3 separate regions of the Mus musculus genome follow, and regions 1 and 2 are each linked to region 3. Evidence: chromatin contacts called from public HiChIP or PLAC-seq and Micro-C data. All regions are on one chromosome and are shown on one strand. Each heading gives the region's core, a stretch centred on a gene start, on an enhancer-like site or on the middle of the called end of the contact. The rest is flanking DNA. Distances are from core to core; before and after follow the strand shown.

Region 1 (2,700 bases), core at 124-2,623, 560 kb before region 3:
TTGTGGTGCCTCCTGTCCTGGTCAGGCAGCTGTGGCTTCCCACTATCGAGGGCCATAGGCCGTCTGGGGTGCCCTCATTTTCCCTCTTCACACCCTCAGATAACACAGGCAGCTCCACATACCGACCGCCCCCTCGGACTCGGGAGGTGATGATCAACGGGCAGACAGTGAAACTCAAGTATTGCTTCACCTGTAAGATGTTTCGGCCTCCCCGGACCTCGCACTGCAGTGTCTGCGACAACTGTGTGGGTGAGTGGGGGTGGGCCTCAAAAAGCCCGGAGAGACTGAGTCTTGGATGCAGGAAGTCACATGTGGGGCAAGGCAGACAGCATCTGACTTACTTAGGACTGAGTGGGAAGGCAGTGGCATCTCTTGGCCCAGCGCTGGTCTATATCCCATCCCACCGATCCCGAACATTGTGACAGACCTTGAACTTGTGTGTCCCGTCCCGTCCCGTCCCCCACCCGTCTTCAGTGTGCTCCTCAGTAGGTCCATGATCCCAGAAGCCTGGAGCTGTAACATGGAGGACAGGGTGCTCTAACTGAGAAAGAAGGCAGGGAGGGTGGGAGTCTGGAGGAGGGAGGCGGAGAGCATGGACCAGAGCTGAAGACTGGCTCCTGACCAAGCTTGGTTTGTTCCCCTCACCCTGCTCCCCAGACGCCATACAGCTCGATGAAGACCATGACAGTCCCTTGGGAGGGTGTCACAAGGGAGAGTCTGTATGACACCCAAGCGAGCTGAGCCATGGTGACAGTGCACAGTTCCCAGGGCAGTGACTTCATGGTGCCAGCTCAGCACCCTCTGAAGAGGAGAGCGGCACAGCAGGCGTGAAGTGGGTGACTCAATGCCTCTTATTCATCCCTGCCAGTCTGCCCCACCCACTGCCTCAGAGGCACCAGCCTTTGGCATAAGGCCTGCAACGGGCTCATGACCCAGATTCCCACAGGGACTTTCCTTACCAGGGTGTGACTCCCACCCTCAGGGACTTAGCAATGGTATGAGCTCAGTCCTCTGCCCTGGCCTCTGGTGCCAGCTCTGCAGGAGCTACGTAGCGGCCCAGCCCTCTCTAGACCTTAAGGCCAGAGCCGTTGGCATGGAGCTAGTAAGAGGCCATAGTCTGTGAGTCTTTGAAGCAGACACTGTCAGACTCTGGCAGGGGTCTGAGGCCAGCACATGTCTTGTTCAAGGGCAGTGCTGTCTAAAAGAAGAGCAAGAGAACAGACCAGGAGACCTCTGCCTAGATTGAGACCATAGGAGACTTTTTAAGGGAGTGGCTTTGTAGTTGACATCTGAAGGAGTTACTATGGAGCTAAAAGAATAGACAGGGAATGTGTCAGGCAGTGGGTGGGAACTGATGAGCAAGGGCTGGAAGCAGGGTGTGTCCAAGGGAGCAGCTGGTGGGGAGGGGGCAAGTGCCAGCCTGGGGCAAAGGCTAGTCACCCAGCAGTGCTGACTGGGGAACCCCCACTAACTCCTCCTTCCCTTCCTAGAACGGTTTGACCATCACTGCCCTTGGGTGGGCAACTGTGTGGGGAGACGGAACTACCGCTTCTTTTATGCGTTTATTCTCTCCCTCTCCTTCTTGACGGCCTTCATCTTCGCCTGCGTGGTCACCCACCTGACCCTTCGTGAGTTGGGGAACAGCGGGTGGAGGAAGGCTAACCAGTGAGCTCGGCCCTAGCGTAGGGCCGTGCTCACCCCCACCCCCACCCCCTGAGCTGTGTCCCTTTCTTCTTCCTAGTTTCTCAAGGAAGCAACTTCCTCTCCGCTCTGAAAAAGACACCAGCAAGATATCCTTTGCGGGCTGGTCACCCTGGGTGGGGAATTGAGGCCTCTTCATGGGACAGGTCTCCAGAGTGGGTAGGGCTCTATCTATTCTCTAGAATGCACTCTACCCGCTAGTTTGTCAAGACCCAGGCTGGAGCTGACCCTAAAGGGATCGTCACGGAGAGGGGCAGAGCAAGCAGGCTCAGGAAAATGCCTGTCTACAGAGGCTTGGCAGAGAGTGGATTTTGTAATTAAATTTTTGTTTACCCTGCAGCGGGGAACATGCATGTGCCATGTCACACGAATAGGGATGGGGACAACTTGAAGTTCAAACTCAGCTTGTCAGGCTTGGTGACAGGCTCCTTTATCCATTGAGTCACGTCACCAGCTGCGAGTTCCTTAGGATGCCAGGCTTCCTGCTCCATGCCAGGATCCTGTGGTTGGAATTCCCTCTGCCATCCCTAGCCCAGAGCCCGCCTTGTTCCCCAGGCGCTCCCTCCCCCTTCTGCTGAGAAATGACTGGATCACAGAAAGGTCCCCAAACCTGTCACTTTCCAGGGACATAGCTCCAGGGAAGGGTGAGCTCAGGGGTCAGGGGTTCCACCCTCTCTTGCACGCGTCCTTGACAGGGCCCACTGTGCTGGAGTTGGTCATCTGCTTCTTCTCAATCTGGTCCATCCTGGGCCTCTCAGGGTTCCACACGTACCTCGTGGCCTCCAACCTGACAACTAACGAAGATGTGAGTAAAGTTGGACAGGCCCGGGGAGCCTGGGGTGGCCAAGTGCTGCCCGCTGGGGGGGTCCAAGGTGGAAGCCTAATGTCAGACCCAATGTCACACAGACCTGGGGGTCCTGCTGTGACAGAATTAGGATGCATATTGCCCATGGCATGACCAAGAGATGTGGCCTAGGGTCATAATGCTGGAGGGGTCCA
Region 2 (2,763 bases), core at 191-2,690, 810 kb before region 3:
AAACCCTTCTTCTGGTCAGGCCCAAGTCTCTCCACCCCAAGGTTACTGCTAGAACCTGCACAGTGCCTGCAGCTAAGGATTCCTGACTCCTGTCTCTCTGTTACAGTATCCTTTTGGATGAGGAGGGCCACATCAAACTCACTGGTGAGTGAAGGGCACCTGCTCCTTTGGGCTCTGGGGAGGATAACCAGGCTCTGTCTGATAGGTCTCAGCTGATGGCTGTGTTTCCTGGGAGACGATGCCAGTTACATACATGCCAAAAACCTAGGCCTTGTTACTTAGTTATTTTTTGTGTGTGTATGGGAGTTTTGCCTATATTTGTATCTGTACCTCATGCATGTGTTGCCCAAAGAGGCTAGAGTTGCCTGCACCTGGTTGTTAACCATCGTGTGGGAGCTGGGAATGGAACCTGGGTTGTCTGGAAGAACAGCCAATATTCTTAACTGCTGAGCCATCTCTCGAGGCTCCCTAGGTCTCAGAGCAGACTGAGCTCTCACTGACAACCTTGGTGATACCTGGCTCCGGTCAGAGGAGCTAAGTGTGGTAGCCGTGGGCGTGGCAGGGATCCTAGAAGTGACTTCTCTGCCCTCCATGCTGCAGACTTTGGCCTGAGCAAGGAGGCCATAGACCATGAGAAGAAGGCTTACTCCTTCTGCGGGACAGTGGAGTACATGGCGCCCGAGGTTGTCAACCGCCAGGGTCACACCCACAGTGCAGACTGGTGGTCCTATGGGGTGCTGATGGTGAGTGTCCGGGCTCTGCTGCACACTGTTGTACTTTGTTTCCCTCGAAGAGCCGCGGGCTTTAGTCCACCTGCCTGAAGTACCACCCCTCACCTAACTTGGGAACTCTCCTCTGCTTCCTTCCTCTGGCTTTAGTGCTGCTCCTGGGTTCTAGGTTGGGAGGGGGGCAGAGGCAGGCACAGGCCTTGCTGCAGCTAGACTTAGACTGTAAAGTCTTAACAGGCCAGCAAGAATCCCCGGACTGCAGCAGGGTAGCCCGGGAAGGAGGGGGAGGGATGTGTGGGAGACAGAGAACAAGGCCACACCTATATGTTTCCTTTTCCCCCCGAAGTTTGAGATGCTGACGGGCTCCCTGCCCTTCCAGGGGAAGGACCGGAAGGAGACCATGACCTTGATTTTGAAGTAAGCACCAACACTGCCTGGCCCTCCAAGTTCTCCCTAATCCCACCCCAGTTGCAGGGCCAGTGAATTGCTTTTTCCCTGTCTGCAGACCCTTGCTGTCTGCCAGGGCCAGTGGGAAGTGTTCTTAATGTCTCTGGGAGGTGAGTTAGTGGCTGGCTTCTCTGGACTGAGCTGGAAAAGAGAAAGGGAAGGGGCTCTGGGACTCCTGGGTGGGGCTCAGCCCTGATGAGACCTGTGGCTGTTCCAGGGCGAAGCTAGGCATGCCCCAGTTTCTGAGCACGGAAGCCCAGAGCCTCCTGCGGGCCCTGTTCAAGAGGAATCCTGCCAATCGGCTTGGTAAGCAACCCCAGCTCAGAGGAGGGGACATGGCGGTGAGGATCAGGGTACAGCTGCAGCCTAGGCCACGGGGCCACATCTAGGACTGAAAGGAGCTGTTGTCCTTTGTGTGAGCAGACAATGCTGCTGGCCACCCTATTTTCTGGTTCCATGTATGGTGCTGGGAGGGTGACCTGTGTGGGGGGAAGGCAGGAACTGAGTCATTCATACCCCCTCAGGGACAAGGACACAGGCCCCCACACAGCTTCTCTGCCAAGGTTGCTGGCTCAAGGGAAGGCGCAGGAGCTTAGGAGCGAGAAAGGTCTCAGGCCTAGCTGTGTCTGTCCCCGCTGCCCGGCACCCAGCAGTACTGTAAACATTTGCTGAGGGATTGAATACGGTTTATGAGCCTGCGCTATGGCAGGGGACCCCACCTTTCCGAGCCCCAGGTTCCTGTGTCAGTGGAGACACTGATTCTGCCCTGGCTCCCGGGGATCTTTGATGAGAGAAGGACATTCCTGTTGTTCAGTGAAGTATACAGTATTTGCCGAGGTTTTTGGATGCTGGCTTTATCTGGATCACAACCAGCTAAGGTCCAGTCCAGGTCCCTGGGTTGAATCGAATGAGCGTTTGTCTCAGGGATAAAGACGAGAGGCAGTAGGAAAAGAAGGGCAGAGAGGAGGGGGGCCTGTGGCGGGAGTGGATGAAGGCCCTTGTTAGATCTCAAAAGAAGTCAGTCCAGCTTCTGTCAGGATTAATGCTTGGACAGGCTTCCCGTCCTGCCTGGCCCCTCCTTCCTCAGTACACCAGCAGAAGCTCCGTAACATAGGAAATACTGAGCGGGCTCCAGGCTTCAGGGTAGTGGGTACTGACGCAGGACATGGTGAACCCCTGCTGCCCTCCACGGTAGCAGCTGGTCCAGAGCCTGGAAGACAGAATGGGTGTCTGAGGTTGGCTTCATTTGGCTTCTTTCAGGCTCGGGCCCTGATGGGGCAGAGGAAATTAAGAGACATATCTTCTACTCCACCATTGACTGGAATGTGAGTGCCCGTGCCTGTGCCCTGTGATGGACGCAGGAAGGGTGGGGGAGGGGCCCCTGCCAACCGTGGCCTCAGCTGTGGGAGGTAGAAGGTGAGCAGCCCTTAACATGCCCTTGGAGGGGTGACTTCACGCCCTTGAAGGCTGCTCTCCCTTGCTGTTATCCACTGAGCAGCATAGCTTCTACTCTTCCTGTCGGGGCTGCTAGCAGGCTGTGGGGTCACCATGGTGACCAGAGCATATACCCCACCTTACAGAAGCTCTA
Region 3 (2,854 bases), core at 26-2,525:
CCTCTCACCCACCCCTAACCTCCCCTGGGGAGCCAAGCTGCCAGTCCCAGCTCTCACTTCCGGCCTCATGACCCTCTCTGCAGCCTGCGAGCACTCCCCTCCCATTTCCCTCAGCCCCCTCAGTCTGAAGGCTCCTGGATGTCCTTAAGCTCTTAGCAGTGGGAAACATGGCTGCTCTGAAACCTTCCTCAGGCCCTCTCTTCTCCACGGAGGCGTTACCTCCCAGGACTGCCAGCCCCCTTTCTCTCAGGAATTTCATGTTTCACTCTCTTGGTCTTCCCTTCCTTTTAGCCCCTAGTGCCCACCTAATTCGTAGATCTTCTAGCAAGCAGACACTTGCCCTAGATCCTAAGAAGGACCAGTCACTTGTTTTTTTTTTTTTTTTAAGATTATTTATTTATTACATGTAAGTACACTGTAGCTGTCTTCAGACACACCAGAAGAGGGAGTCAGATCTCGTTAGGGATGGTTGTGAGCCACCATGTGGTTGCTGGGATTTGAACTCTAGACCTTTGGAAGAGCAGTCGGGTGCTCTTACCTGCTGAGCCATCTCACCAGCCCCAGTCACTTGTTTTGCATTTAAATGTGAACACAGAGAGGCTTAGTCATGCCCTTAAGGACACACAGCCATGCCAATCAGCTTTGTTGTCACCTAAGTTTGGTTTTGTTGGGATCCTTTAAGTCAAATTGCTTCATCATCCAAAGATTCAGACTAGCCCTGGCCTCCTCAACTATCTCAACTACCACTTCTAATCTCTTTTCCCCCAGTTTGTTATCAAGATGCACTACCTCCCCTGACCACTAGGTGTCCCCCTGGAGCCACTGATGCCCCAAGGGGAACTGGTCCTGCCCCGCCCCCATCATCTCCCCCAACCCCAGAACAGTACAGCACTGCATACCCCACCCTACCCTATCCTCAGCCACACAGAGCTCCTTTGTACAGCCCCCGCCCACCCTCTTCCTGTCCAGAGTGGGGCACCTGGCAAGCAGGTCTGTTCCTGAACCGCCCCCTGCCAGCCCCTTGCCCCGAGTGCCAGGTGTGTAGGCGCCACTGCCAGCTCTCACTGAACCCGAGGGTCACCTCATTGGCAGCCCTCCCTTCCTCCCTCCGAGGTCACCCAGGGACTGTGCTTTCCGCCCCACTCCACCCCCATTCCCTCCTGCCCTTGGCCCTTCCAGACTCCTGTCCTTGTCTTTCCTTCTGTCTCCCAGAGGACTCCCTCTTCCAGTACCACTAGCACCTCCTCCCACCTCTCTCCCGCCCCCGCCCACATCCCTCCCCAGAGAGAGCCAGTTCGGCCACGCCCCTCACTGCCGACCAGGTCGGAAGAACTCCTCCCCCTGGAAAGTCACTGTTGAAAAGGAAGTGACTTCAGCAGTTTGGCCACAAGGCTGGGCATTGCTGAGCCCAGCGCAGCCCAAGTCCTGCCCAGCCCACCTCCAAAACACAAAGGGAGCCATGTGCACATGCCACCTCACCTTGTGCTCAGAACCCTGAGCACACACAAACCCACCCAAGGGTGTTTGAGTCTTGGTCCACTAGTACCCTGTGTGGTAGACAGCCCAGGATACCCACACCTGCATAGGATCCATAGCCAGCAGTCACCACTACAGCACACATGTGAAGCTCTTAACTATTCCCCCCACATAGGCCACTTATGTAACTCTTGCATACACAACCCTGTGCACTAAGGACAGAGAGCCCCACACACCTGCTTGCACACAGACCCAGCACAGCACATTTACAGCCTCACATCCTCCTGCAGCCCTGCCTCCCCACCCTTCCCATCCCTGGAGGCCCAACCCCCATGCAGACCTCAGGAATGCTCCTTTGGAAGTTGGGTGGGGTTTCCAGCAGGCTAAACTCTAAGGAGCTTCCTGGAGCCTGAGGCTTCATGTGTCAGTTCAGGGAGTTGCCTCTATAGGGCAGGGCAGCCCCACCTGGCCTCTGTGGCTGGGAGCCTGGGTGGGCTAAACCTGGGCCACAAGAAAGATGGGTCCTGCCATGGCCTGCCCTGCGGCCAGCTGCCGGGCATGCAATCACACCTGGACTACCATGGCCTCTCAGCTCTGTAGAGGAGTCCTGGGGAGGTCAGCTGCATATATCAGGCACGCTGGCTTCCACCTCTGCCCTGAATCCTGGTCACCGTCACAACCCATCTCTCCGCCCAGTTCTCCAGGTCATGGAGGCATAGGGAAGAGTCCTCAGGCTAGGAGGCAGGATGCTAAGGGACTCACTGTGCCACATGAGCCTCTATTCCCTTCTCTGGATAATGGGGAGTTCGAATAGGCTAGATTAATGTCTCTCTCTCTGCCTAAGCTAAGAGGCGATCTTTGTTACACTGGCTCACAGTTACCTGCGCAGGCTCTGCAGAGGCTGGACTCAGCAAGAAAGGGCTGTCTCCACCAGCATCAGCTTCTCCAGGGTAGTCTTTGCAGAGGCCTGAGCAGTGCCACTCCCCCGGTCACCTGGGACCCTCGGCACTCACTCAGCTGGCTTGGCTCTGGGGTCCAGGCCGATGGGTAGACAGTCAGGCAACCTCCCCATCTGTAGAAGCAAACACAGCACACCAAAGATAAGCATAGATGGAGCATGGACGGAGGAGTCAGGCAGAGGGCAACTGAGCCAGGTGGGCATGCTCCACAAATACCAGTCCTGATCTGACTTTACCCCACTGCAGAGGCTCAGTACCTACCTACCATCCCACCTTCTTTCTTTGAACTCTTTAAAAATGCAATGACTTGGAATGGAGAGATGGCTCTGTGGTTAAGAGCACTGGCTGCTCTTGCAGGACTCTGGTTCAACTCCCAGCAACCACATGGCAGCTAACAGCTGTCTGTAACTCCTGTTCCA

What was found. Hi-C and Micro-C count contacts between places; a contact is called where the count stands out from the background. HiChIP or PLAC-seq counts read pairs in DNA pulled down with a chosen protein or histone mark.
Region 1: a contact with region 3 is called in a FOXA1 HiChIP or PLAC-seq map of pancreatic cancer cells. The contact joins two enhancer-like sites. A contact is called at or near these places in 1 of 115 datasets of contacts at active chromatin or transcription factors (pancreatic cancer cells) and 1 of 9 other capture datasets (adipose tissue).
Region 2: a Micro-C map of embryonic stem cells shows a contact between it and region 3, with 2.0 times the contacts expected there. The contact joins two enhancer-like sites. A contact is called at or near these places in 1 of 484 Hi-C or Micro-C datasets (embryonic stem cells) and 1 of 115 datasets of contacts at active chromatin or transcription factors (pancreatic cancer cells).

Annotation. Positions count from the first base shown.
Region 1 is chr4:133,612,729-133,615,428 of GRCm38.p6, reverse strand. Zdhhc18 (zinc finger, DHHC domain containing 18) reads left to right here. Exons shown (of 8, transcript NM_001017968.2): 3 at 100-249; 4 at 1,491-1,628; 5 at 1,742-1,790; 6 at 2,404-2,506. Among named protein-coding and RNA genes, the nearest start is that of Sfn, 12 kb to the right of the region's middle. Within about 2 kb of position 1,373, at least 147 of the 459 cell types and tissues checked have an H3K27ac peak or open chromatin away from gene starts, as enhancers often do. A contact at or near this core is called in pancreatic cancer cells, where this site is marked.
Region 2 is chr4:133,863,743-133,866,505 of GRCm38.p6, reverse strand. It overlaps Rps6ka1 (ribosomal protein S6 kinase polypeptide 1), which reads left to right. Exons shown (of 22, transcript NM_009097.5): 8 at 107-144; 9 at 601-743; 10 at 1,075-1,145; 11 at 1,393-1,481; 12 at 2,436-2,500; 13 at 2,756-2,763. Among named protein-coding and RNA genes, the nearest start is that of Gm12977, 6.8 kb to the left of the region's middle. Within about 2 kb of position 1,440, at least 72 of the 459 cell types and tissues checked have an H3K27ac peak or open chromatin away from gene starts, as enhancers often do. A contact at or near this core is called in embryonic stem cells, where this site is marked.
Region 3 is chr4:133,054,707-133,057,560 of GRCm38.p6, reverse strand. It overlaps Ahdc1 (AT hook, DNA binding motif, containing 1), which reads right to left. Exons shown (of 7, transcript NM_146155.3): 3 at 2,358-2,548. Among named protein-coding and RNA genes, the nearest start is that of Gm26615, 27 kb to the left of the region's middle. Within about 2 kb of position 1,275, at least 293 of the 459 cell types and tissues checked have an H3K27ac peak or open chromatin away from gene starts, as enhancers often do. A contact at or near this core is called in embryonic stem cells and pancreatic cancer cells, where this site is marked.